Regions from separate parts of the Mus musculus genome. Here all the other regions are linked to region 2. A link is a contact called in public HiChIP or PLAC-seq and promoter capture Hi-C data. All regions are on one chromosome and are shown on one strand. Each heading gives the region's core, a stretch centred on a gene start, on an enhancer-like site or on the middle of the called end of the contact. The rest is flanking DNA. Distances are from core to core; before and after follow the strand shown.

Evidence for each region. Promoter capture Hi-C pulls out the DNA fragments that hold promoters and counts their contacts. HiChIP or PLAC-seq counts read pairs in DNA pulled down with a chosen protein or histone mark.
Region 1: a contact with region 2 is called in a promoter capture Hi-C map of erythroid cells, with 6 times the contacts expected there. The contact joins the promoter of Ldlr here to the promoter of Cdc37 in region 2. A contact is called at or near these places in 1 of 39 promoter capture datasets (erythroid cells) and 2 of 115 datasets of contacts at active chromatin or transcription factors (bone marrow-derived dendritic cells and pancreatic cancer cells).
Region 3: a promoter capture Hi-C map of liver shows a contact between it and region 2, with 4 times the contacts expected there. The contact joins the promoter of Ccdc151 here to the promoter of Cdc37 in region 2. A contact is called at or near these places in 3 of 39 promoter capture datasets (liver and pre-B cells) and 1 of 9 other capture datasets (liver).
Region 4: a contact with region 2 is called in an HNF4G HiChIP or PLAC-seq map of pancreatic cancer cells. The contact joins the promoter of Dock6 here to the promoter of Cdc37 in region 2. A contact is called at or near these places in 3 of 39 promoter capture datasets (liver and pre-B cells), 1 of 115 datasets of contacts at active chromatin or transcription factors (pancreatic cancer cells) and 1 of 9 other capture datasets (adipose tissue).
Region 5: a promoter capture Hi-C map of erythroid cells shows a contact between it and region 2, with 6 times the contacts expected there. The contact joins the promoter of Zfp426 here to the promoter of Cdc37 in region 2. A contact is called at or near these places in 5 of 39 promoter capture datasets (3T3-L1-derived adipocytes, erythroid cells, liver and 2 more).
Region 6: a promoter capture Hi-C map of liver shows a contact between it and region 2, with 4 times the contacts expected there. The contact joins the promoter of Angptl8 here to the promoter of Cdc37 in region 2. A contact is called at or near these places in 3 of 39 promoter capture datasets (liver and pre-B cells).

The regions. Positions count from the first base shown.
Region 1 is chr9:21,721,904-21,726,038 of GRCm38.p6, reverse strand. It overlaps Ldlr (low density lipoprotein receptor), which reads right to left and starts at 2,463. Exons shown (of 18, transcript NM_010700.3): 1 at 2,195-2,463. The coding sequence starts at 2,261. Gm26511 (a long non-coding RNA gene) reads left to right here and starts at 2,683. Exons shown (of 4, transcript XR_001779098.2): 1 at 2,683-4,135.
Region 2 is chr9:21,147,058-21,151,219 of GRCm38.p6, reverse strand. Cdc37 (cell division cycle 37) reads left to right here and starts at 1,286. Exons shown (of 8, transcript NM_001378796.1): 1 at 1,286-1,464. The coding sequence starts at 1,363. It overlaps Gm35977 (a long non-coding RNA gene), which reads right to left and starts at 1,252. Exons shown (of 4, transcript XR_870568.3): 1 at 1,074-1,252.
Region 3 is chr9:22,000,104-22,004,579 of GRCm38.p6, reverse strand. It overlaps Ccdc151 (coiled-coil domain containing 151), which reads left to right and starts at 1,946. Exons shown (of 13, transcript NM_029939.3): 1 at 1,946-2,334. The coding sequence starts at 2,106. Prkcsh (protein kinase C substrate 80K-H) reads right to left here and starts at 1,592. Exons shown (of 18, transcript NM_008925.2): 1 at 1,492-1,592; 2 at 1,043-1,181; 3 at 787-903; 4 at 1-82. The coding sequence starts at 1,121.
Region 4 is chr9:21,850,320-21,854,403 of GRCm38.p6, reverse strand. It overlaps Dock6 (dedicator of cytokinesis 6), which reads left to right and starts at 1,769. Exons shown (of 50, transcript NM_177030.3): 1 at 1,769-1,859. The coding sequence starts at 1,816.
Region 5 is chr9:20,490,414-20,494,943 of GRCm38.p6, reverse strand. It overlaps Zfp426 (zinc finger protein 426), which reads left to right and starts at 2,198. Exons shown (of 9, transcript NM_001110309.1): 1 at 2,198-2,246; 2 at 2,493-2,558.
Region 6 is chr9:21,833,507-21,837,577 of GRCm38.p6, reverse strand. Angptl8 (angiopoietin-like 8) reads right to left here and starts at 2,068. Exons shown (of 4, transcript NM_001080940.1): 1 at 1,764-2,068; 2 at 1,501-1,662; 3 at 626-735; 4 at 231-518. The coding sequence starts at 2,060. The coding sequence ends at 491. Dock6 (dedicator of cytokinesis 6) reads left to right here. Exons shown (of 50, transcript NM_177030.3): 15 at 3,937-4,054.

The sequences.
Region 1 (4,135 bases), core at 1,214-3,713, 570 kb before region 2:
AGTGTTTTACCAATTTTACTCAGCAAGAAATGCAACAGAGACAAATGAATGCGCCCATGGCATGCTAACAGTGCTTGCAAACCCGTACTCCTCCCGTGTTAGACAGACCTGTGGCTTATCTGACACCCCTCACACCGACTGCTGGCTCTGCGTTTGTGTGTGTGTAGCCAGAGGTCCGAGTTGAATGGCTTCCTCAGCCTTCCTCCTTCTCTCACTGAGCCCAGATCGCACCCTCAAGCCCTGGGACCCTCTGAGCGCCGTCATTTCAGGCTGCCCCACGTCACTAACTGAGCCACCGCCCCAGCCCCCAGATCTGCTCTTGAGCAACCCGAAGATAATGTGTGCATGTCGAATCTTTTCCTTCCTTCCTTCCTTTCTTTTTTTTTTTTTTTTTTGGTTTTTCTAAACAGGGTTTCTCTGTATAGCCCTGGCTGTCCTGGAACTCATTTTGTAGACCAGGCTCCAGGCTGGCCTCGAACTCAGAAATCTGCCTGCCTCTGCCTCCCAAGTGCTGGGATTAAAGGCATGCGCCACCACCACCCGACTAGTGCATGGCGAATCTTAAAACAGACAAATCGTCCAGTTAACACATGTAACCCTAACATAGAGCAAGCTGTAGTCACCGTCGTTGCTATGAGCATGAGAGTCTGGGGAGACCAGCACCGGGGCCCTTGGCCTTCCGGTGAGATGGGAAACCTCAGCTCTTGCTCAAGACTTTATAAAATGGTTTTCTTTCTTTCTTCTTGTTAAAGAAGGCAATGATGGGTGAAACGCAAGCTGAGCAGGGTATCTGGTCTAGCCTTGTCTACAATTATAACAGGATAGCTAAGTGTTTGTCTCAGTGTTCAACCTCTCCCCTCTCCCTCTCTCTTAGTCCAGGGTTCACTGTATAGCCCTGCCTGCCCTGGAAATCACAGGAATCCACCTGCCTCTGCCTTCCAGGTGCTGAGACTACAGGTGTGCCCCAGGATGCCCAGCTCAGCCAGGCTGTCTCAAGGAAGCATCCCCAGGGATTGTCCAGTTGACAGCTACTCACAGCTAACTGAAGGGCACTCCTGCCAAGCTCCTGTGGGGTCAGAACCGAAGCTGGTTCTGAGGAGGAAAAAGCAATTAAAATGTTCTTGGCCAGCCAGGCTGACTGCAAGAAAAGCAGTAACCCAGGCATTCATGGACCCTGGTTCTATCCATGGTGTCCCCAAATCCAGGCATGGTGGCACATGCCTGTCATCCCAACACTCCCGAGCTGAGGCAGGAGAATTAGGGGCTAGAGACTACACAGTGACTTATAGGCCAGCCTAGGCTACATGAGACCCTGTCTATAAAGTGAGGGAGAGGTGGAGCACTTTTCCCAGTGCTGCAAAGAAGTTGTTGGTGAGATTGTAACACCATCTCCCTTCCTGTCCAAATTCCAACGCCTCTCCTAAAACTAAAGTCCACTTTATGGATCTGTCCAATCCTACACGTTCAGAGAGTGGGAACGAACCAGGCCTGCAAAAGTCTTTGCCAGGTCCCTGGCCCTCCCTGCCTGATGGTCTCAGCTACGGGTGTCTGGGTTGCCTGAGGCACATCTGCACCAAACCAGGGAAGTAGGGACAAGGTAGGGACTGAAGGCTCACAAGGAGGACCCAGCCGGCCCGGATGTGTAGCCCCACCCCACCCGGGAGGGTCGTGCAAGCCACGCCCCTGAACATCATCCTCTTCCTCCATTGGGCGAGGGGAGTGGCTCGAGGCTCGCCTGTTCCGGCTGCACCCAATAGGAGCTCGGGGGTGCGGTGGGAGGTGGGGTTAGGGCGGAGTTTTGGGGCACGCGGCAGTAGCCGGGTTTGAGTGCAGTGTGGAGACCCCCAAGTCCTGTAACTACGACTAGCGACCCCAAAGTTGAACAGCTGGGCCTGGGTCTCCCCAGCCCTTAAAACGAATGATGGGACCCCTCCTCTTGGATTCCCTCACACATAGCTCTGAAAGACACCTCTGACTTGGGAGAGCACCCACCGGACTCCCCAAACCCACTCTGACCCCCTACAGCTCTGGCACCCTATTTCCAAAACACTTCCCTCCAGCCACGTGGGAAGGACATCACATCAAGTTCGCACGAATGGTTGTATTTCTCGACCAAAAATAAAACCACTCGGGGCTCTCCGAGTTCAGGACGGCTGCCCCTGACCCCGGGCAGGCTCCTGGCGCAAAGCCTTACCTGCAACTCCGGCAGCAGCCAGGAGCAGGGCGATGACCCAGCGACGCATCAGATCCGCGGTGCTCATCCTTAGCTTCTGCGTTGCGTCCTCACTCGGATCACAGACCCCGAAATGTTCCCGCTGCAAACACTGGATCGCGGGCCCCACGGTGTCTCGGCTGCGAATCTGGGCTCGCAAGCCTCACGGTGTCCCGGCTGCAAACTACGCCGCACGCCCAGAGTCATTCCCAGTACTAGGGGCGAGGTTTCCAGGCGGGGGAGGAGTCTGCAATGGGGTGATTTTCAAAAATCTTCACCTCACTGAGCGGGGAGGAGCTTGGAACGGCCGATGTGACATCGTCTCTTTTAACCCCTGAAGCTCCCGCAGCAGTGGGAAGTTCCTCAAATTCCTCCCACAGAATTTCACCGCTTCCCGGACACTTAGCCGCCCGCGTTGCTGTTTGAGTGTTCAAGGGACGACCCACGCCCTTCCACACCCTGGGTCGCCTTCTGACGCTTTCCTTTCCACCTCCAAAGCAAAACAGAAGTATGCGAAGCCCCCTCCCACCCCCGACCCCTACACTTCTTGCAGCAAGTTTGCTTTCCTGTCTAGGAATGGGCACATAGATTTCTGACCCAAGTACAGTTGCAGGTTTTATCTGGATCCGTCCATAAACACAAACACTCAGCGAGAAATGTATATAAAACGCGGCGGCGTGTGCGGGTGAGCGAGTTGGCTCAGTGGGTGAGGGTGCAAGCCTGAAGACCTGAGTTTGATCCCAGGGATCCACATACTGGAAGGAGAGAGAACCAGAACCAACTCCAGCAAATTGTCCTCTAACTTCCACACACACTCCCCTGTACTAATTAATTAATTAGAAAGAAGAAACATTACTTGGTTTGGGGGGTAGGACCCAGTAGTTAGAATAATTATAATTATTAATGGAAGAATTCCATAGCAAGATATGGTAACACTGAAACTAGGAAGAAGGCAGGCAGATCTCTGTGAGCAAAGTCCAAACTGGTCTGGACAGCAAGTTCCAGACTAGCCTGGGCTACACAGATTCTGTTTCCTCCTCCTCTTCTTTCCTTCTTTCTTTCTTTTCTTTCCTTTTCTTCTTTTGTTTTGTTTCTGTTTCTGTTTGTTTTGTTTTTCAAGACAAGGTTTCTCTGTGTAGCCCTGGTTGTCCTGGACTCTGTAGACCAGGCTGGCCTAGAACTCAGAGATCTGCCTGCCTCTAACTCCTGAGTGCTGGGATTAAATGTTGAGTGTTTACTACCACCCCACTACCACCTGTCAAGAGACCCTGTTTCAAAGCTAAAGTTGAAATTATTTTAAATAATTCATCTGAGAATCAATGGGTTCCTTCCTGTGTTGACAGAAATGTTGATTTTTGGTTTATTTCCTTAGGCACCTGCTGGTACCGCTTTATCCTGTTACAAGGAGTTGAACACACAGAAGGGCATCTCTTCCCTCGAAGCAAAACCAACCACATGTGGCCTTTTTCCCCTCTTGACACTGGATGGCTAAACCAGAAGGCTGTCTGCCATGGATAGAGAAGTTTTGATGAATCAAAGGCTTAGGGATTTTCTAAAAGGGACTCAGATTCTGTCCCTGCCTAGCTCCCTGCAGAACAAACCAGGGCTAGTGTGTTGGCTTAGTGCATGCAGCCAGGACTGACCTGATGTGAGTTCAAATCCGAGGACCCACATGAGAGGAGAGAACTCGTCCCTGTGACCTGCACATTCATATTGTGATGTGTCACAGGCAGTAATAAAAAAGTAAATAATACATAATGCAAAACAAACTACCAGAAGCTGAACCGTGAGACAGGAGAGAGAACGGGACACACTGCATTGGGTTGGTAGGGTACCTGGCTTCGTCCCCAGCATCACGTAAACCAAGCCTGTTGTCACAATCTGTGGTCTCAGCACTCCCCGAGGGAGGCAGGAGGACCATGA
Region 2 (4,162 bases), core at 37-2,536:
GGGGAGAAGAGGTAGAAAGATCTGTTAGTTTGAAGTCAGCCTGGTCTACATAGTGAATTCCAAGACAGCCAGAGCTGTCTTATATACAGTGAGACTCTGGTGGGGGTGGGGGTGGGGTGGGAATTAAGGGCAAACATGATTAAAAAAAACAAATTGTATATTAATGTTTTGTCTGCAAGTATATCTGTCCACCACATGCATGCCTGGTGTAGTCAAAGGCCAAATGGGGACATAATATATATATCCTGGGTTGGACTTACAGATGGGTGTGAGTGGCCATGTAGGTGTTGGGAACAGAATCCGGGTGCTCTGGAAGACCAGCCAGTCTCCAAACTATTGAGCCAACTTTCCAGCCTCAATTTTGACTTTTTTTTTTCCATTTTTTATTAGGTATTTAGCTCATTTACATTTCCAATGCTATACCAAAAGTCCCCCATACCCACCCACCCCCACTCCCCTACCCACCCACTCCCCCTTTTTGGCCCTGGCGTTCCCCTGTACTGGGGCATATAAAGTTTGCGTGTCCAATGGGCCTCTCTTTCCAGTGATGGCCGACTAGGCCATCTTTTGATACATATGCAGCTAGAATCAAGAGCTCCGGGGTACTGGTTAGTTCATAATGTTGTTCCACCTATAGGGTTGCAGATCCCTTTAGCTCCTTGGGTACTTTCTCTAGCTCCTCTATTGGGAGCCCTGTGATCCATCCATTAGCTGGCTGTGAGCATCCACTTCTGTGTTTGCTAGGCCCCGGCATAGTCTCACAAGAGACAGCTACATCTGGGTCCTTTCGATAAAATCTTGCTAGTGTATGCAATGTTGACTTTTTTTTTTTAGAGTGTTGTTTGTATAACAACCCTGACCGTCCCTAAAATTACTCTGTAGGCTAGGCTGGCCTCGATCCGCCGGCCTCTGCCTCCGGAGTACTGGCATAGCGCCACTACCGCCCAGCCAATTTTGACTTTTTGACAGTGTCAATATGTAGCCCTGGCTGGACTAGAACTCCTGGAGAGCCACCTGCTTTTGCCTCTAGCGTACTTGGATTACCGTGGGCCACCACGCCCAACGCGACTAACCTTTTGTTTCTAAAGGATGGTCAGTCTGGTTTCGGCGGGAACTTCCAGAAGGCCTCACCACATACTCCTGGCCCTTTAAAGAAGACCTCCGGTTGCCAATGCCGCCGACTCCCGTTGCTAAGGACGTAACGTCCCGCGCCGACGCTGGGGCGGGGCCGTCCTGCGCGGCGCCCTGGGCGGAAGCGGAAGGGGCGGGGCTCGCCGAGCGGACTCTCTAGCCCTTGTGGGTCCCTGTTCAGCGCCCGGCCGTGTGGAGCCCCGGGAGCCAGTCCGGGCCTCCGAAGCGAAGATGGTGGACTACAGCGTTTGGGATCACATCGAGGTGTCGGACGATGAGGACGAGACGCACCCCAACATAGACACTGCCAGCCTCTTCCGCTGGCGGCACCAGGTGGGGCTGTGCGCGCTCATCCCCTTCCCCCCCACTCCCGGGACCCCCCGCTCTAGAGTTCTGACCTCTTCCCCAGGCCACCTGGCGTGGGGGCGGGGGAGACCTTAGTTATTGACATCTGGAGCCGCCTGCTCCACAATCTAGACTTTTCTCTTTCTTTTCTTTTCTTTTTCTTTTTTTTTTTTTTTGAAACAAAATTTCACTGTGTAACCTTCCCTGGCCTAGAACTTGCTGTGTAGAACAGGCTGGTTTCTAACTCACAGTGATCCTCCTGCCTCTGCCTTCCCAGTACTGGGATTAGAGACATGTGCCTTCATGCAGGGCCGGACTTTTTAATTCCATCCCAGGACTCCTGGCTTCTTCACCGTAATTCTTGACCTGTATCTCCAGGCGTTCTCTCTGTGCTATGGTTCTCTTCTGTTTGTAAGTTTATTTATTGTGTGTGTTCCCGTGTGCACGTGGCACAGCATGCCTATGGTGATCACAGGATAACTTGTAGAAGTTGGGCCTCTCTTTTCACCATGTTGGAACTGGCTGTGGAACTCCAGTCGCCCCACGTTGCCACAAGCACCTTTACACTCTGAGCCATTTTATCAGTTGGTAATACTTTAGTCAGAGTCTTGCCTCTCCCCATCCCCAAGCTGACCCTTGTGTGTAGGGTCCCCACTATCCTGTGCAGAACCTTCTGTTCTTCCTCAGAGTCTGGACCCCAGGTTCTGTTAGGTGATCTCATAGCCCAGCCACGCACCCACTTCATATTGCACGTCTCCCTTCTGCCTCTCCTCACTACTTAGAGTCTGGAGCCACAAAACTTCTGACTATGGCATCTATTTCCCAGGATCTTAGGCATGAATTTCTATTAAAGGCCCAGAGACGACCCCCTCCCCCCCCAACTTCCAAACTAAATGAGCCCTTAATTTAACTGTCAATCTTAGCTTGCAGCTGGGATTCCCCAGTCCAGGATCCCTTTCCCTGGGTTATAGACTTGAGTCCCACATGGGACATACCTGTAGAGCCCCCTTATCCTCTGTATTTGACCTCCATCTCCACTCTTGCCCATCATTCAGTTCCAGTGGCTCTCCTTATTCTCACCTCCTGTAGACTCTTATTTCCTGTTACTCCAGGAAACCCCACCCACCTAACTTCCTGTTAGAACCTCTGCTCCTTCTAGTATAGTAAGTAGACCCTCTCCTTCCCACCTTGGCTCCTATATGAACTGTAGCCATCTTTGAAAATTCACCAAACCAGGAGCCAGATGATGATGACACACATTTTTAATCCTAGCTCTCAGGGGGCAGAGGCAGGCAGGCCTGTGAGTTCAAGGCCAACCTGGTCTACAGAGAGTTCTACAGCTAGCTAGGGCTACACAGAGAAACCCTGTCTGGAGGGATGGGGCCGGGAGTCGGGTAGGATAAAGAGAGGGGGGAGGGGAGGAAGAGAAAGAAAAGACAGCTCACCAACCCAGAAAACCAAGCCTGTCCTGTCCTACCTGCCCGTTCCCTCCAGCTTCATCTGTCTCTCTCCAGGGTTCAGAGCATCCTAGTTAACTCTGGACCTCCCAGATAATGTTCCCACATAACCTTACTTTCTGAGCATGGTAGCACACCTGTAAACTCAGGTCTTAGGAGGAGGACGAGGAAGGAGGATCTGGGATTCAGAGTCAGTCCTCGATATAGGGCAAATTCTAGGCTAGCCTGGACTACATGAGACAATATCAAAAACCAAATGGGCTGGAGTTCAGTTGTATGGCATTGCCTTGGGCTCCATCTCTAGCACTGCTTAAAAACTAGCCATGGTGGGGCAGGCCTGTAGTCTGAGCACTGGGGAGAGGGAAGCAGGAGGGTCAGAAGTTCAAAGTCGTCAGCCACGGTAAGTGTGAGGCTGGCACAGGCTACAGGGGATCCTGTCAACCACCAAGCAAATAAAATACAGTCCTCTGCAGTTTTACATCTCTCCAAAACAGACGCCCCAGATTGAGACCTTAGAACCCCAAGTGTGAGCAAGCCATGCTCTTGCCCCTCCCTTGTGCCATCATTACCTGCAGGCCTGTAGCATACTACCAAGATGTGAGGGTGGCCTGGATGTGTGGTTCAGTGGTAGAGTACTTCTCTAGCGTGCAAGAGGTACTGGGTTCCAACTCTGTCGCAGCAGTAAAGAGACAATGGCCTAACCTGCTCCCCAAATTAAAACTTCTATACCCATATACCTGTGTGTCTTATACTCTTTGTTTAAGTTACATCTTAATTTTTTTGTGTGTGTTAATTCTTATGTATGTGTGCCGAGGTATCCTTGTGGCAGTCAAAGGATAACTTGATAGAGTCCACTTTCTCCTTACATGTGGGTTCTTGGGATCAAACTCAAGTCATCAGGCTTGGTAGCAGGCCTTTTCCCACTGAGTCCTCTCATTGGCCCCTGTGCTTGTTATACTCTCAAGCTGAGGGCAGGTACTTTCCATTTAGGAATTTTGCATCTCACCTTCTTGGGGAAAACTTCTCATTACTCCTAGAAAGTCCTTCCCCATCCTCCCCAAATCCAGCATTCGGCTCCCAGTCCCACCCACACACCTATTCCTTCCAGTTTCCTGGGAAGACCACCTGCCAGGCAGCAGTGTGTGGCAGCAGAGAAGCCCAGTGCCTCGCATAGCATTGTATTAGGAAGCACTGAAGAGCCACACACAGCTGCAGAACCATTCCTGGGA
Region 3 (4,476 bases), core at 697-3,196, 850 kb before region 2:
TTGACCCGGCTGGAGAGGATGTACAAGGGCTTGTACCCAGTGTTGGTGCAGTGAAAGCTGCCATTGGGACAAGCAGCTGTGCCTACAGGAAAAAAAAAAAGTTTGATGCGTGTTCCCCACGCCACATTTGTTTGTGGGGGGCTCCAGCAAAGTAAGTGTAACTCGGGTGTGGTGGTGCACGTCTGTAATCCCAGCACTCTGGTGGTGATCACAGGATAACCCGTGGTCCAGGTCATTCTCAGCTACACTGTGTGCTCAAGGCCAGGCTGGGCCACCAGAGACTGTGTCTCCAGAACAAAAATAAACTAAAGCACAACCAAGAAGAAACTGTATCTTCAGGGGCCAGCAACACAATCCTCCAGTATTCCCCAGCTTCTCCGGAGGCCCTTCAAAAAGGCCAGGCAACTCCCCTCCACTCCTCTTTGCCTTCATCAATCCCTAGAAGGCCATTCAGTTTCCCTCCTCCTCCCACTTCTGAGAGGGTCTTCTGTTGGCTCTTCCTGACTCGAAACCTCACCTCCTCCTGAATGCCATTCATGGTTCCTGCAATGACATTTGCTGACTTGGTCATACACCTGGACATTTGTTCCTTTGATAGGGAATGGAAACCAGGACTGGCACCTACAAACACTGCCCCTCAGCTAATCCAAGCCAACAGGGATCTTGTTTCTGTGCCTGCTTCTGCTCACTGAGCAGGAAGCAACAGGAGAGTGAGATCCAAGTTCTTTGGGGCATCTGCGCTTAGCAGGCTCATTTAATGGGCGATGGGCAAATGCAAACGCTCACCAGGCTCATCTGAACCGTCCTTACAGTCGCAGTAGTCGTCGTTCACCTGATCGAATGGGATGGTGGCTGTGCCGTCCAAACAGGTGAAAGGTTTAGATTCTTCATAGAAGTGATGGTCTGGTGAGGGAAACAAGAAGCTCTGCTCAGATCTTAAATAAATATTACCTCTGTCCCACTCACTCACCAGCTGAAATGCTACGGGAAACGGAGGAAAAAGGCTGAAACGCCCCTCCCGATGCACAAAGAAGAGACTCACTGCTGAGGGAAACGCCCCGGGGTCTCTTAACTTCTACAGCCCAACAGAGGGGTAGTAGTAGTAGCAGCAGCAGCAGCATCCCGTCCGGGCCGAGACCGGAAGTGTGTTATGCGGCAGGAAGATACGCGATGGCCTCTCACTGTAGGAAAGAATGAAGAAGCATCTAATCATTGGGAGAAGGCAGCTTACCCAAGACCGGCCTCACCACTGCTTCCGGAAAAGGAGGGCACAATCGGAGTTGGAAGTGCAAGGGCAAGGGGCGTCTCTCCGCCCCGAGCCAGTGGAAGAGTCTCAAAGTGAACTCAAAACCATAGGTCTCTCGGTAAAGAGGTGAAATGGGCAACTCCCGCCAAAGGTTCAAAGGATTTACGATCCCTCCACACCACCCACCCTGCTGCAACCTATAAGAAACTAGGGTGCCTTCCTCCCATCGCTACTTCATCACCTACGCGAGGTAGAGGCAAAGGTCAATAGCCACCACACCAGGTTAGCTCAGCAGCCACGGTTCCTGCAGTAGAATAAGAGAACGGAACGCTCCGGATACGTCACTTCCGTTTTGCTCATCCCTCTTGGCGAACGGCAACTCCGGGACGCCATGTTAGGAGTGGCAAGAGTGCGTGTGCGGGCGCTGAGGCGGCCATCTTGAGTAGGAACATGAAGACCTAACCTTAGAACAGATCGGAAGTGTAGCGCTTAATGGCGGCGTAACGTGCCTCCATCTTGGGAGTGGCGGGTTACTGGCCACTGCCAGCGAACACGCAGGCGTCACGTGACCGCTACGCTCGCGCCTCTCTTTCGCTGGGCCTCTTTGTGGGACCGCCCCTCCGAACCGAGTCAGCCAATAAGAGCAGTGGAGTGTAACGCGGGCGGTTTCCTTGGGAACGTGGGCGGGGGGAGGAAGTTACTTAGCAACCGGGAGATGCTAAGAGGCCCGCAGCCAGGCAGTTAGCAGAAGTGCATTCCCAGAGCCTAGGGAACCAGCGTTTAGGATCCTGGATTATAGAGGCCAACTTGTAGTTATTCTCCTACCCCTTAGAGGCTTCCCGACCTTAACCCGATCACCATGACGTCCCCCCTGTGCTGGGCAGCCGCGACCACCACGGTGACTAGCCCGGAGCAAGCTCCAGCGCCCTCTTCCAAAGCCAAAGGCAGTAAGGTTCACCGAAGCAAGTCTATGGGCCGGGCACAGGCCTGGCCTGCACATCATCCCAAGTCAGCAACCTCCTTCCATGCAATGAAGTCTTCTGTGCACGCACAGGTGCTTGAGTTACAAAGAAAAATCCAACTGTTAGGTAAGTATGGCTGCAGACTGCACCGAAGGATCCGGGATCAACCGTGCCCACCAGGTCTTCTGAGTAGGCGCTATGTGTTTCTCCAGCACGAGTCTATGTGACCAACTTGAAACAAACACTCAAATCTTATCTTTCTTTCCCATTTCTTTGTACTATTACCTCTTCTAATGTGCATATGGGTGAGTGAAAAGCACAGATTCTAGAGTTTGTTTTTCTTTATTTATTGTTCTGTTTTGCGTTTCTGTGGGCAGAGTGCAGTACTCTCAGATGCCAGGAGAAGGCATTGGATCCCTTGGAGCTAGAGTTACAGGTGTTTATGAGCTGACCAATGTGGGTGCTTGAGACTAACAACCTTCCTCGCTCTGCAGGAGCAGCAAATGTCCTTAACCACTGAGCCATTATCCCTCCCACCCAAATTTTATTTATTTATTAAATTATTTTTGAGAGTTAGCCTCATGTGGCCCAGGCTAGCTTGAACTCAAAGGAGACCTAGCTCCACCTTTTTGGGTGATTGGCATGTGCCACCATGCGGGCATCATGCGGTGCTGAGGCTGGAACCCAGGGCTCTATTCATGCTACTCAAGCACTTTGCTGAGTTATATCTTCAGCCCAAAGAGAGTTTGTTTCTCTGGGGTCTGAATCCTTGCTCTGCATAAAAGTTGTTTGATCTTGGGGAACTTAGAGTCATCTAATTGTACTCAGTTTTTCCACCTGTAAAATGGGCATAGTAACTGCACAGGTAGTACTTGACATTCATAAAATGCTCATATAGTGCATTGTTAAGTAGTAGAAAGTAAAAACTAGTGGCTTCCCTGGAGGGGGAGGAGATAATGCTGCCCTTCCCAGAGACTATTTAGCAATGTCTGCAGACTTTTTTATCATTTTGCTGAATGCAGGAGGGTACTACTCCAGTTTATTAGGCATAGGCGAGGAGAAGGCTTTACATGTTATTAGGCCTAATACAGCCCCCACAGCAAAGAATTATCAAGACCAAATATTGCTTATGCCACAGTTTGGAAAAGCCTACTGTGATTTTGCTCATATTATTAAGAAGAAATCTTAAACCTGATAGTGGTGACATACGTCTTTTTTCTCAGTACTCAGCATGCAGGAGGCAGAGGCAGGCAGATCTCTGAGTTCAAGGCCAACCTTGTCTATAGAGTGAGTTCCAGGACAGCTAGGGCTACAAAGAGAAACCCTGTCTCAAAAAAAAAATGAAAATAAATAAATACATAAAAAATAAAAATACTGTAAATTAGACATGGTGGCCCATGTCTGTATTGAACACTTGGGAGGCTACGGTTGGATGATTGGCATTCGTTTGAGGACAGTATTGAGTATCTAGTGAGTTAAAAGCTAACCTGGGCTACAGAGTAAGACTCTGTCTGAAAAAAAAGAAAGAGAGGAAAGAGAGGAAAGAACAAGGAAATGTAGGTCGGCAAGATGTCTCATCAAATGAGGACATTGCTACCAAGCCTGATGACCTGAGTTTAGTCTCCTGGGACCTTGAATTTCTGATCCTCCTGCCTTTACCTTTCTCATGCTAAGAGAAAAAGGTATGATCAAGCATGCTACCTGATTTATAGGATGCTAGAGATTGATATTTTTATCCCATAATAAAAGAAAGTTAGGGGCTGGAGAGACAATGTTGTTGGTTCTGTTTGTTTGTTTGGAGACAAGGTCTCTGAAGGTAGCCTTGGCTGCCCTGGAACTTGATTTGTAGGCTTGGCTGGCCTTGAATTTAGAAACCTGCCTGCCAAGGTCTTCTGAGTGTTGAGGCTGAAGTCGCGCCTCCACACCGGATTGCTTATTCATTTTGTTCTGCTCATTGCTCAAGATCACACTCAGGGCCTCATACAGACGAGGCATGATCTACAGCCGTCACTATATGGGTTTGCTCTTTTAAAAAAATACTTTTTTATCTTATGCGTGTGAATGTTTTGCCTAAATGTATGTCTGTGTACCATGTGTGTTCCTGGTGCCTTTGAAGGTAGGAAAAGAGTATCAGATCCCCTGGAAATGAAGTTACAGACCATTGTGAACTGCCTTGTGGGTGCTGGGAATCAACCTCTGGTAAAGCTGGCCTCTTAACTACTGAGCCATTTCTCCGGTCCCTGATTTTTGCTTTTTGTTTGTTTATCT
Region 4 (4,084 bases), core at 520-3,019, 700 kb before region 2:
GGCCACGGAGGCTCTGCACAAGGAAGGATAGGTGAGACACAGATGCCGCCAAGACAGTGCACAATGGAAGCATCAGGAAGGATCCAGCTCCATGTTCCCTACCTGGCCTCAGAGGAAGAGGCAGGGACCTGAGTAACACTGAGTGTGGCCCAGCACAGTCGTGGGTGGAGTTATATTCTGCATCTCCCAGGCAGAAGCCACTGGACCACGCTGAGTAGGTGCGTGGGCTCCTGACAGCTGTGTACACAGATCAAGAGCAGATGGATACCTAGGGGGTTCCCCTACCATCTAGGTCTCCTTCCTGTGCCTTCAGAAGCTGATACAGATTTGCTGGGCAACTGGGGCAAGTCACCCTGCCCTCTGGCTCCAATTTCATCCTCTGTAGATGGGGCTCCTGCTAGCATCCATCCATAGGTGGGATAACGAGCAGCACTCAAAAAAGCTCTGAGGCAGACATGTCCTGTGCTGCACAGCTGCCTACCCTACCAAGACTGTTTTGACCGTGACTGCTCAGAGGGCTGAAGCTACTCAGGAGAAGGTGTGGAGGCAGCAGACAATTGGCATATCCAAAGATGAGCCAGGACTGAAAAAATTCTAGGAAACTGTTATTGGGAAAGGAGCTGTTGGGAAGATATTTAAGGCCACAAATTAATGAAGACATCCTACAACTTCAGGTAATCAGAAACTTCCGGACTGGCTCGCTCAGGTATCGATACTGGCTTTCTGAGTCACACCTCCTAGAGTGACACCCCTGAGCTTAGCTGGACTCATCCACCTCTCTACTGCAACCCAGAGACTGGCAGGAAGTCCCTTGAGCACCTTTTGAGGCCTACTATGTAAAAGCCTCCACACTGCTAGGCTTCAGTTAACCCACTTGTCAGTAGTGGAAAACAACAGTTCTTCCCACCTATGTCCATTGAGCGACTATAAACAAAACCTTAGTAATTATTGTGTGACATTGATGTTGTTTTTTAGGCAGCGTGCCTCCGGGACTAGTGAGGACCTAACTTTTTTGTTTGTTTGTTTGTTTTGTTTTGTGTTGTTTTTTCGAGACAGGGTTTCTCTGTGTAGCCCTGGCTGTCTTGGAACTCACTCTGTAGACCAGGCTGGCCTCGAACTCAGAAATTAGCCTGCCTCTGCCTCCTAAGTGCTGGGATTAAAGGCATGAGCCACCACTGCCCGGCTGACCTAACAGGTTTTGATGTTCCGTATTTTTTCTTCCCAGCCCAACAGAAGACTCAGTTTCCCCATCTTGACCCCAGTGGGAGGGGAACACTCCCTTCCATGCCCTGCCCCTGCTCCACACCCACCCCATGCCCTGCTCTGCCTGGTCCCCAGCTCCCTAGCCCATCGCAGAGATGAGCCACTCACAACGTCCCGCCCATCAAGGACCGTCCCTCATAAGCCACGCCCACAAAGATCCTCATCTCTCCAGCCTTGTCCCGGTCCCTATCCTAGAGCAGCGACATCCCAGATCACAGCCTGCTCCATCCTCCTGTCAGCGCTGTCTCCTCCCCATCCCCAGTATTTCTGTCCCACTCTCAATGCTGGCCCCACGGCATCCCAGAAAAGGCTCCGCCCTATCTAGGGAAAGCCCCGCCCCCTCCAGAGAAGGCTCCTCCCCATCCTAGAGTTGGCCCGGCCTCGCCACCACGCCCCGAGAAGACCCCGCGTCATTCCCGTCTTGGTTCCGCGGCTGGGGCGGGTCGAAGTGCAGGCCCCGCCCCATCAGCACAGGCCCCGCCTCTCCCGCGCGCCTGCTCCGCCCAGCCCGGCTGCCCAGACTCGGGAGGCTGCGGCGGGACGCGGGGCGTCATGGCGGCCTCGGAGCGCCGCGCCTTCGCTCACAAGATCAACAGGTAGTGAGAGCGGCCGCGGTCACGGCCACTCTGGGCGGGACGGGCGAGTGCTGGAGATGGCGGGCAGCGGGGGCGTGCCGGGCTCCCCGAGGACTTCCCGGAGGAGGAAGCGCATCCCGGGTCCGTGCGGGCCGGGCTCCGAGAGTGCTAGGCTGCATTCGGACCCTCTTGCCGTCCTTCCCTTCACCAGCCTGGGGAAATTCGCACCCCTCCCCCGCCCAGGGTCCCGGGACCCAGCTGTCTGGAGCTGGGGACAGCTGGGGATAGCCCCTCAGTCTCCTGCCCCAGCCTCTCCCAGCACCGGCTGGGCGTGGGAGGGGGCCGAGGGGGCTGGGGACTGAACCAGCTGGTGGGCAGACAGGGGAGGGACAGGCAACAGATGCTGGGGGATCCCCTTCCATGGACACTGGATTGTGAGAGAGGCTCAAATCTGGGGTAGGTTAGAAATCATCCCAGGTAAATCATCCCAGGTATCCGATCCTCTGGAGACCTGTCTGACCACCTTAGGTGAGAGAAGCCACTCTGTGGGTCCCACCCTGATGGAGACACAAGAAAGTTGCCCCATTCTTGGATTTCGCTCTGGTGGGACAAACATAGATGTGTCCGTGGTATGGTGTGGATGCATAAGACAGGAAAGGGAGGATAGGGTCTCAATGGTAGGCCAGGTAGAGTTAAGCACAGACCTAAAGGAGCGAAGGAAGAGATCTGCCCATCATCCAGGAAAGAAGCAAATGCAAAGGCCCTGGGGCCACAGAGGGACCAATAGGAATAGATTTTATAGGGCCTACGCCTTGTAGGCCAGAAGGACTTTGACTGTGACCCCAAGTGAAGTGAGAGCCACAGAGAGTTCTGGATAGAGGAGGGTTGTGATCTGGGGCAGAGCAGTTGGGCAGTTTTCTGTTTGTTGTCTTGCCTCCTAAGTCCTTATGCCTTTAGCTCAGGTGGGAAAGATGTGCAGAATGATCCTGGGCCTTGATGTAGTGAGGGAGCCCAAGATTTCCCAAGCAGCCTGGTAGATAAATAGATGCTTCTGCACATTCACCTACCTATTGAGTTCTCCCACAACCCCAGATGAACCTGCAACTGAATGGAGTCTTGGTTTTACTTTGTTGTGTTTTGTTAGTCTGGGATGGGGTCACGTAGCCCATGCTGACCTCAGATGCACTATGTAGCCAAGACCGGCCATGAACTCCTGGCCCCCCCTGCCACACTCAGTTTCCATGGTAACCACATCTACAGCACCTTGCTTTTGTGTTTGCTTTATTTTGAGAAAGGTTCTCACCCTATCCTAGCATTCACTTACTGTGTGTACATGTGTATACCACTCTCGTTGTGTGTGTGTGTGTGTGTGTGTGTGTGACAGGATGCTTGTAGGAAGGAGCCTTTTCTTTCCACTTGGTTTCCTGGGATTATACTCAGGAGGCTCAGCAGCAAGTTGCTCCTGAGCCATCTTGCCAGCCTCCCTCTATTTTCATTTTTGAGGCAGGCTCACTCAACTGGGATCTGGAGCTCCAGATAAACTGGTCAGGGAACTGGCCCTGGGGATCCTCTTGTCTCTGCTCCCTGTTATATGAGTTCTGAGTCTGGCTTTTTTTTCTTTTTAAAGTTTTGCTTATTTTATGTATGTACACTATCTTCAGACACATCAGAAGAGGATATTTGATCCCATTACAGATGGTTGTGAGCCACCATGTGGTTGCTGGGAATTGAACCTAGGACCTCTGGAAGATCAGTCAGTGCTCTAAACCAAACCGCTGGAGCCATCTCTCCAGCCCCTGTGTCTGGCTTGTCATCTTCCCTGTTATAACGATAGGCCCAGTAACCCTTGCCAGCCTGGGAGGAGCACCACAGTTGCTACAGTGTCTCTTGTTGCACTTGCAGCCTGATTTCTAAAACCCAGTCAATTCAATTCAGTGTGGTACTGCTTTTAAAAAACGACACTTATTCTTGCATGATGTGTGTGTGTGTGTGTGTGTGTGTGTGTGTGTGTACACACGTGTCACAGCACAGGTGAGAGGTTGGAGGTCAACTTGAGGGTGGTGATCGATCCCTCCCCCTTTGCATAGGTCAAATTCAGGTCATTACACTTGGTGGCAAATGCCCTTGCCTGCAGAGCCATTTTGCAGACTATCTCTGTTCTTAGCAATGTCTTCTGCCAGCAATGGTGGCAAATGCCTTTAATCCCAGCACTTGGGAGGCACAGGCAAAGTGGATCTGTGAGTTTG
Region 5 (4,530 bases), core at 949-3,448, 660 kb after region 2:
GAAATTCAAAGTAGCAGAATTAATGTCATAGAGGATTTGCTAAGGAGACATTAAATCATACAAAGTAGGATTTAGCTGAAGGAGTGCTGTTCCTCAATACCCCAAAGTAGTGTGCTACTCAGGCCTATTAGAGATAAATCCATGGTGCTAGGATGTAAATGTCTGTTCACTAGGATTGAACAACCATTAGTCCAGTCCCCAAAGAACATATCTCTAACATGCAGCTCAAGGGCACAGATCACTTTCACAATGGATGTTGAGTCCTGGTGTGCCATAATGTTCTCAGTTTTTTTGTTTAAGATTTATTTATTATATGTAAGTACACTGTAGCTGTCTTCAGACACCCCAGAAGAGGGCGTCAGATCTCATTACGGATTGTTGTGAGCAACCGTGTGGTTGCTGGAATTTGAACTCAAGACCTTCGGAAGAGCAGTGTACTGGCTAGTTTTGTGTCAACTTGACACAGGCTGGAGTTATCACAGAGAAAGGAGCTTCAGTTGGGGAAATGCCTCCATGAGATCCACTTGTAAGGCATTTTCTCAATTAGTGATCAAGGGGGAAAGGCCCCTTGTGGGTGGTGCCATCTCTGGGCTGATAGTCTTGGGTTCTATAAGAAAGCAAGCTGAGCAAGCCAGTGGAAGCAAGCCAGTAAGAAACATCCCTCCATGGCCTCTGCATCAGCTCCTGCTTCCTGACCTGCTTGAGTTCCAGTCCAGTGTGGAATTGTAAGCTGAAACCCTTCCCTCCCCAACTTGCTTCTTGGTCATGATGTTTGTGCAGGAATAGAAACCCTGACACTAAGACAAGCAGTTAGTGCTCTTAACCGCTGAACCATCTCTCCAGCCCACACCCCAGTTCCTTTCTTTAAAAAAAATTTTTTTTTTTTTTTGCCAGCTGGGCAACATGACCCTGGGTCAGATCTATTTGAAAAGAACAACACTGGTGTACTTAAATAATCTTGGCAATATTTTTGTGTAAATAACCCATCTGACCAAGTGGCTAGACTTGTAGTCTCCTGTCTCTTAAATTGTTCAAAGTCTAATCAGGGGCTGGGACCTAGAGGTTTTAAGGATGAGTGTGTGTAAAATGCCTAACTCTAAGGTATATATAATTACATTTGAGGTCAACTCATATTTGGCCATGTGCTTTAGTAAAGAGCTTTTCCTTGAGCTCTAAGTGTGCAGTAAGAAAGTCTGCCTTTTCACTGAGAAGTCATACTGGCATATTGTTTCTGAAGCAACGCAAGCCCCTGGTTGAGCAAGTTCATGGCAGAGAGGGTAAATGGGTCTCTTGACAAACTGATCTTGCATCCTGTAATAGATCAGGGCCATAAATGCTTTTACTTTCGTCAGAAAGTGATTATAGCTTCATTTCTCTTTGACTCGCATTGACCAACAGATGTCAGCAGAATTCAGCCTAGTAACATTACAGTTTTCAGCCTCTCAACTGTTGCGTGGTTAAACTGGCTCTTCATTCATGTTATTAGGGACCATCAGTAACCAGGAGTGTCGAATCTGAGTGACTGGGCATTTTTCCTGTGACTTGAGATGACAAAAACCCGGATTTGAGCTTACTGTTTGCTTAGGGCATTCAATAGAACCGGGGACTTGGGAAAACAGTTGCTGGGAAAGATGCAGATACGCGGTTAAGACGAGTTCAAGACCCACCCAGTAACTACTTCAGGATTCTCAGTCAGAAACCCAGTTATTTCCATTGGGCTCCTGAGGCTGGTGGAATGGGCTTAGGTAGGGTAAATCTGTTGAAGCACCCTTTATGGTCGCAGCCTACGAAATACAATTTCAACATCTTGAGAGGTCTAGATGATTACGGAAGCGAGACTGCCTTCTGTTTCCTACTGGACTAGGGTGCACTAGAAAGCAAGGGTTCTAAGAATGCAGCGATGGCAGGCAAAAAAATTTCCTGAGCGGACGCTGGGTACCCACAAGAAACCCTGTGGTTAAAGGACTTACTGGTCCTGGCACCACCGTTGCCCGGCTCACAGCCTGGATTCTAATTCTGTCTTGTCCTGGAGACCAGCGTCGGCCTCCAGCTCCCGCGGTGAAGCCCTTACAGCCCCTCCGCCCTGACACTGCGGAGAAACTAGAAATCTGACAGGAATTCAACCGAGGTAGACTCCCGGGCCTGGCTCTGCAGCAGACCGAGCGCGAGCGGAAGTGACGTCATGCCCGCGCCCGTCTCTTCCGGCTCTTATCTGCACTGAAGAGTTGCGGAGTTGCCTGGCATTCGTGAGTTCTGCGGTACAAGGACTACCTGGAGGCGGAGGGGGAGATAGAGAACGAGAGTGCAGAGCTCTGCTCCGCTTGCCACGGCGCCTCCGGGCGCGGCCAAGCCTGAGTCCTCTCTGGCTGTCAGTCGCCAGGCTGGGGAAGTGCCCAGAGGGCGGGCCTGGCGATGGCTGCGGCTACGATGCTGCTCTTCAAAAGCCGCCCAAGCAAATTCTGTGCGAAAGGCTCTTTTATTTTTCTCCTCAGAAATGAAATTTTGCCGGAGTAGTTGGAGTGATCAGCGCCATACACCTTGCGATTTCAGCGCCTCTGGTGAGCACTCAGTGAAAGGTCGCTTTTGGAAAAAGCCGTATTCCCTTTTAAAAAAATATTAGAGACGAATGTCGGGGTGAGAACTTAATTCATATTGTTAGATTGTACTTTATTTAGTGAGTGCGTGTTTTATTTTGACCATTAGTTTCAGATACAGAGACAAATTTCTTAGTTACTTCGAATGTACGTCTTTCTTGAGAGAATATAAACATTGGTAGACCTCCAGCCCATTCATAAAAACCTAGCGGGCAAGCCTTTACTCACGGCACACAGGTGGCAAAAGGATTTCTGTGAGTTCTTGGCTAGTCTGGTGTACAAAATGAGTTCCAGGCCAACCAGTGCTACGTGGTGAAATACTGTATTTATTAAAAAACAAACAAGCAAAAACCTAACAAACAATAATAGTGAGCTTTTTTCCACCTCCAAAGTTCCTAGGCCTGTGTTTGTTTCCTCATCCCTTTATCTCTCTGTGCTAGTGGTCCATTCAGGGCCTTGTGCGTGATACACATACTTTTCTCTTCGTTCTTAGATCTGTTCATCACTAAACTGCTTGGAGCTCACAGAAGAAATGTGGAAAGCTAGATTATTAAAAATCATAGAATTAACTATTAAGAAGATTGATAAATTAGTGTTCTCTCCCCAACAATCCCCCCCCCCCCATTTCTCTTTTTAAAAAAAACTTAGACGTACTAGCATATTTGATGGTCCAGTATCTGTTATGCTGCAGTCACCTCTTGCAGCAGTCCGTGTCTACTCTTTCCCCAGCAAGATATATTGTATGGTGACTTGTTTGCTAAGATGTAAACTGAAAATAAAGGGCAACATGGTAGCACATAGCAGTGATCTCAGGAGTTGGAGCAATAGGAACATGATTTCTTTTCTTTTCTTTCTTTCTTTTTTTAGATTTATTTATTTTATATATGTGACCACACTGTCACTGTCTTCAGACACACCAGAAGAGGGCATCAGATCTCATTGTAGATGGTTGTGAGCCACCATGTGGTTGCTGGGATATGAACTCAGGACCTCTGGAAAAGCAGCCAGTGCTCTTAACCACTGAGCCATCTCTCCAGCCCCAGAACATGATTTCTATGCCAGGATAGTTACATAGTTTCAGGCCAGTCCAGTCTGCATAGTTATACCCCTATCTCCGAATAAACAATAATAGATACAACACTTGACTGTTAAATACTTGGTAATGTACCACCTAGATTAGGACATTGTCTTACTGAAAGCAAAATATTATTAGATTCAATCAAGAAAATTAAAGAATAGAGTTATTTGGGTATTCAGCTCAGTTGATAGAGTGTTTGTGTGTTATCCACAGACCCCTAGGTTCAGTTCCTAGTACCACATAAACTGAGTGCAGTAGCTCACTTGATTTTGATCCCAGCTCTCTGCGGATAGAAGCTGGAGCATTAGGAGTTCAGGGTCAGCCTCGGTCACATAGTAGGTTGTAGGCCAGCCTGAACCACATGATCTTGTCTTTACAAAAGAAAAGAAGGAAATCAAGAACTGGCTGAGGATATAGCTCAGGAATAGAATACTTGCCTACCATGTATGAAGCCCCAGTTCAATTCCCAGCACCACAAAAATACATACATACATACATACATAAAATGATGCATGTGATATCTGATCTATAAACATTCAGAATTCTCCACATTGTTTTAAAAAGCGGCAACAAGCTTCTGGATGTTTGGAGGTATGTGATCCTTTCAAGCTTTCTATATTGTGCTGGGCTTGGTGGCAGATACCTGCAGTCCCAAGAACTGAGAGGTAAGGTCGTGTGCTCTAGGTTAGAGGACACGTGCATTTTATTTTGACATACACTAATTTTTTTTCTCTTTCCCCTGCTCTCTCAATTTCCCCTGGTCTAGCAATTTATTTACAACTTATTCTGGGGAAAATAAGAAACAGATTTTTAGTTGTAACTGCAAGGCATTTGTTTTGGAAAAGGGAAATCACTTGG
Region 6 (4,071 bases), core at 819-3,318, 690 kb before region 2:
CAACTCCCAGTGTTTTTTATTCTCAGAGTCTGTCACAGCCTGGAACGTGCCAAGGCTGGCTAAGGACCCGCCTGGTCCTCCTCTCTGTACCTTTGCAGTGTTGAGATGCTACGTCCGTGGCTGTGGTTCTGTAATTGAAACCCAGGACTGTGCGTGCTGGGCAAGTGAGGTCCGATAAGCCCCCGCCCAGGATGCCCCATGCTTGCAGAAACAGATGTGGACACTGTTCATAGATTGCCTCTGTTCTCTTTTATTGTGGGGTGTGTGGGCATAAGGGGGCTCGTGTCTTTTTCCAGCCCTCCTCCACAGGGCTCTGTCTTCTGCCTTCCATCCCGCCTGCTTGCTTCTGTCTCCGCTCTGCCAGGAAGCGGGGTGCACTGGCCAGGTCCAGCTGATGGGCAGCCGGCTCTGTCAGCCCTGTTCATGGGCCTGGTGGAGCGCTTCAGTGTTCCTTGCAGCACAACTGGTCCTCGGTGGCATCCAGGTAGTCTCAGGCTGGGAGGGCTGCTGTGTGGAGTCTAGGGAGGGAGGTAGAGCCCCGTCAAGGCCAGTGCTTCGGGGAGGTGCCCTTCAGTGGACCTAGGCAACTTCCACTGCTACCCCAGAGTAATCCCACCAGGCTCACCTCTGCTGGATCTGTCGCAGCCACTGTTGCTGCTCTGCCATCTCCCGCTGCTGTCGCTGCACGTGGCCAGTGAGAGCCCATAAGAGGTGGCTCTGCTTATCAGCTCGAGCCTGTGGGGTAGTATATAAACCTTAGCTGGGAGATCTGGGTCACCTCCCATCTCCTGACCACTGCAAGTTTCTCTGTTACCATCCATGGGGCCCAGCAAATGTCCAAGACCCTCTGGCCTCAGTTTCCCTGTTTGTAAAGTATATCTAAAATGGGACTTGCTCTGTATAGTTTGTAGATGCACATCAAACAATATTGATTGGTTTCTTGATACATAGCACCAGGACTGCGTGGGTCCTGGGAATCCATCTCAGGTCATGGGCTTGGCAGCCTTTACCTGCTGAACTAACTACCTTGTTGGTCCCTTACTCATTCATTCATTTACATATTTTGAGACAGGGCTTCATGTACCCCAAGCTTAACCCGGATGTCTACCTAGCCAGAAATCACCTTGGACTCCACACACACACACACCCACACACACCCACACACACACACACACACACACACACACACACCTGCCTTTATTCCCAGTGCTAGGATTGTTCTTTCTCTTGTTCTCTTTGAGACAAGGTATCACCATGTAGTCAGCTGGCCTAACTTTGTAGCCAAGGCTGCCTTTAACCTTCTATTTCTCCTGCCCCTGCCTCTGGAGTTCTAGAACCACAGCTGTGCCTGCTTCTTGCCCTTACTTGCAAAGGTCACTTCCAGAAGGTCACTGAGGCTGGAACCCCATATACAACTGGAGGGTCCTCTAGCCCAGGATTCAGTGGTGGCCTCTTTCTGAGAAGCAGGCTATACCCCTCTCAGACCTGGGAGTCCCTTACCTTTAAGGTCTCAAATTCTTGGTGGGCTTGACCGAGCCAGGCGCCTCTCAGCTGCACTTGTAGTCTCCGTACAGTGTCCCGCAGAGCCTGCTGGGCCCGGGCCACTTCCCCCAGTGATCGGGCTGTGGCTTCAGCTCGAAGGTGTAAAGCGTCCTCTTCCACCTGCTCAAGGATGGTGTGTCATCAGGGTATGTTTCCTCTGTTCTGGGTTTACCATTTCCTCAGACTCTTACCTGCCACCAACACCCAGCTCCAGTGCTCACCTGAATCTCCGACAGGCTGGTGCGAAGCTCCTGTGTGGCATCCTGGCCCTGCCTGACTTCTGTCCCCAGGAATTCCAGTGCTCTGTCATAGAGGCCCAGGCTGTGCCCAGCTTCTGTCAGGCGAGCCTCTGTGGCTCTGTACACGCCATTGAGGGCCTGGCCTAGCTGCAGGGCCCCGTGAAAGAGCAGGGTCAGCTCTTCATATTGAGCTGGCTCTGGACCACCCAGAGGGGCCACTGGAGCGGGTCGCACTGCTGATGCTAAGGTCCACAGGAGGCAGAGAGCAAGCACAGCCATGGCTGACAGTTTCGTGGGTGTGGTTCCCGGGCCGCTGCGGCTGCCTTTTATTTCCATAGGCTGCCATTGACCCCCCTGGTCAATGGTTAACCGGCCATGGTTGCACAAGGGCCTGGCGGAGGCTCAGCCATTGCATCAGACTGATGGCTAAGCAGGCCATGCTGATATCACGCTGCTAGAACTCAGGGCCAGCTGTGTGTGGGGGTTGGAGGTAGTGGGCAAGCTCAGACCAGAGCTCTCAGCGCCAGTGTCTGTATGAGCATATCACTGCCTTGAGCCTCAGTTTCCCATCTAAGTGTAGAACGTGGCTCCCTTCACATCCAACACAGCAGGCCCAGTATTGCTGGGCCACCCAAAGGGCCATCCAGGGGCTCCAGCCTTGTCTCCTTCCTGCAGACAGCTAATGCAGGGGTCACTGGGTGTGGCCAATAGCTGTGGAGGAGGGGCGAAAAAGTGACATGACAGACATCCTCCTTCTGAGATCATGGAGCCTGACTCCCCGCATGGTTTATGATCTGTGCTAACTTCGATTTAACTTCCTAGAACACACAGGGCAAGTACTGCAACCCATTTTCTCTACCTAGGCGTCCCACAAGTAGTACTAAGCATTTGTTGAACATCCACTTTGCGCACTCAAAGGAACAGCCTTGCTTCCCTTGCAAATAGAACGTTACACTCTGAGGTTGCGGTAGGAGGAACATGAGTTCAAGGCCAGCCTGGGCTACAGAACTAGATCCTCTCTTATGGCAAGAAAACAAGAGCTGAGGTGATGCTCAGAGGTAGAAGGCTTTCGGGGCACTCAGCATTCCATCGCTAGCACCACAGAAAATGGCCGTGAAGTTAGTCATTCGCGATGAGCTTGACACCGAGAGTCACAGGACTCTGTCACAGAGACCCACTCACTGTTCTGTGTGGAGACTCGCTGTTACTGGTTGTTGGTACAGAGCTTCAGAGGCTGAGCTAGCAGGCCAGATGCCTCCATCACACAGCTTAAGGGGGCCTACAGGGTTGGGGCTTGTGCACTTACAGCTGGGGAGAAGAGGCAAGACCAGGTTCCGGTTCTCTTTGTATCTGAAAGACAGACCCTATAGATAACTCCAGGGAGCCAATAAGGTGGTAGTGTGGGCTGCGGGAGGCCAGTCTGCCACCTGGCTACTGGTGGGACCACCTTATGTTTTTAATTATTTATTTATTGTTGGGGGGCAGGGTTGAACAGAGATGTCCAAAGAGGCCAGAGGCATCAGGTCCCCCTGGAGCTGACTGAAGTGGGTGCTGTGAACTGAACTTGGATCCTCTCAAAGAGCAGTGCGTACCCTTAACTGCTGAGCCACTTCTCCAGACCTCTGGCCCTCGGGGGCTGGAGCCAGGGCTCAGGTGGTAGAGTACTTGCCTAGTGTGCACAAAGCCCTGGGTTCCACCCCCAGTACCTGATATGCCTGTCACCCCAGCACTCTGGAGGTGGAGACAGGAAGTTAAGACCTTAAAGTCCTTCTAGGCTAAATAGCAAACTCAGATCTGCCCTGAGCAAGATGAGACCCTGTCTCGGGTATTAGTTGTTTTGGTTTTGCTGAGAGAAGATTTCCCTATGTAGCTTTGGCTGACCTAGAACTTGCTATGTAGACCAGGATGACCTTGAATTAGAAAAACAAAACAAAAACAAAAACACCTCTGACTCTCAGCACCCATCTGTGCCTGGCCTTGTAGCTCCCTGAATCTAGCTAGATGTGTGCATACAGAGGTTCCACCCACTGTCTGTGTCACCTGGGGTCACAGCCCACCCTGTTTTCCATGCATGTGCTTCATGTCCATCTCTCCCATGACTGTGTGTCACCAGCCCTCTAAAGGGTCCTCCGTCCCTCCACCCCTCCTTTTCCAGGAACCTGCTCTTCGTGTACCCACACAGCCTCAATTTCAGCAGTCGCCAGGGCTCTGTGCGCAACCTGGCTGTGCGGATCCAGTACATGGCCGGTGAAGACCAGAGCCAGGCCTTGCCGGTCAGTGCAGTGACCTT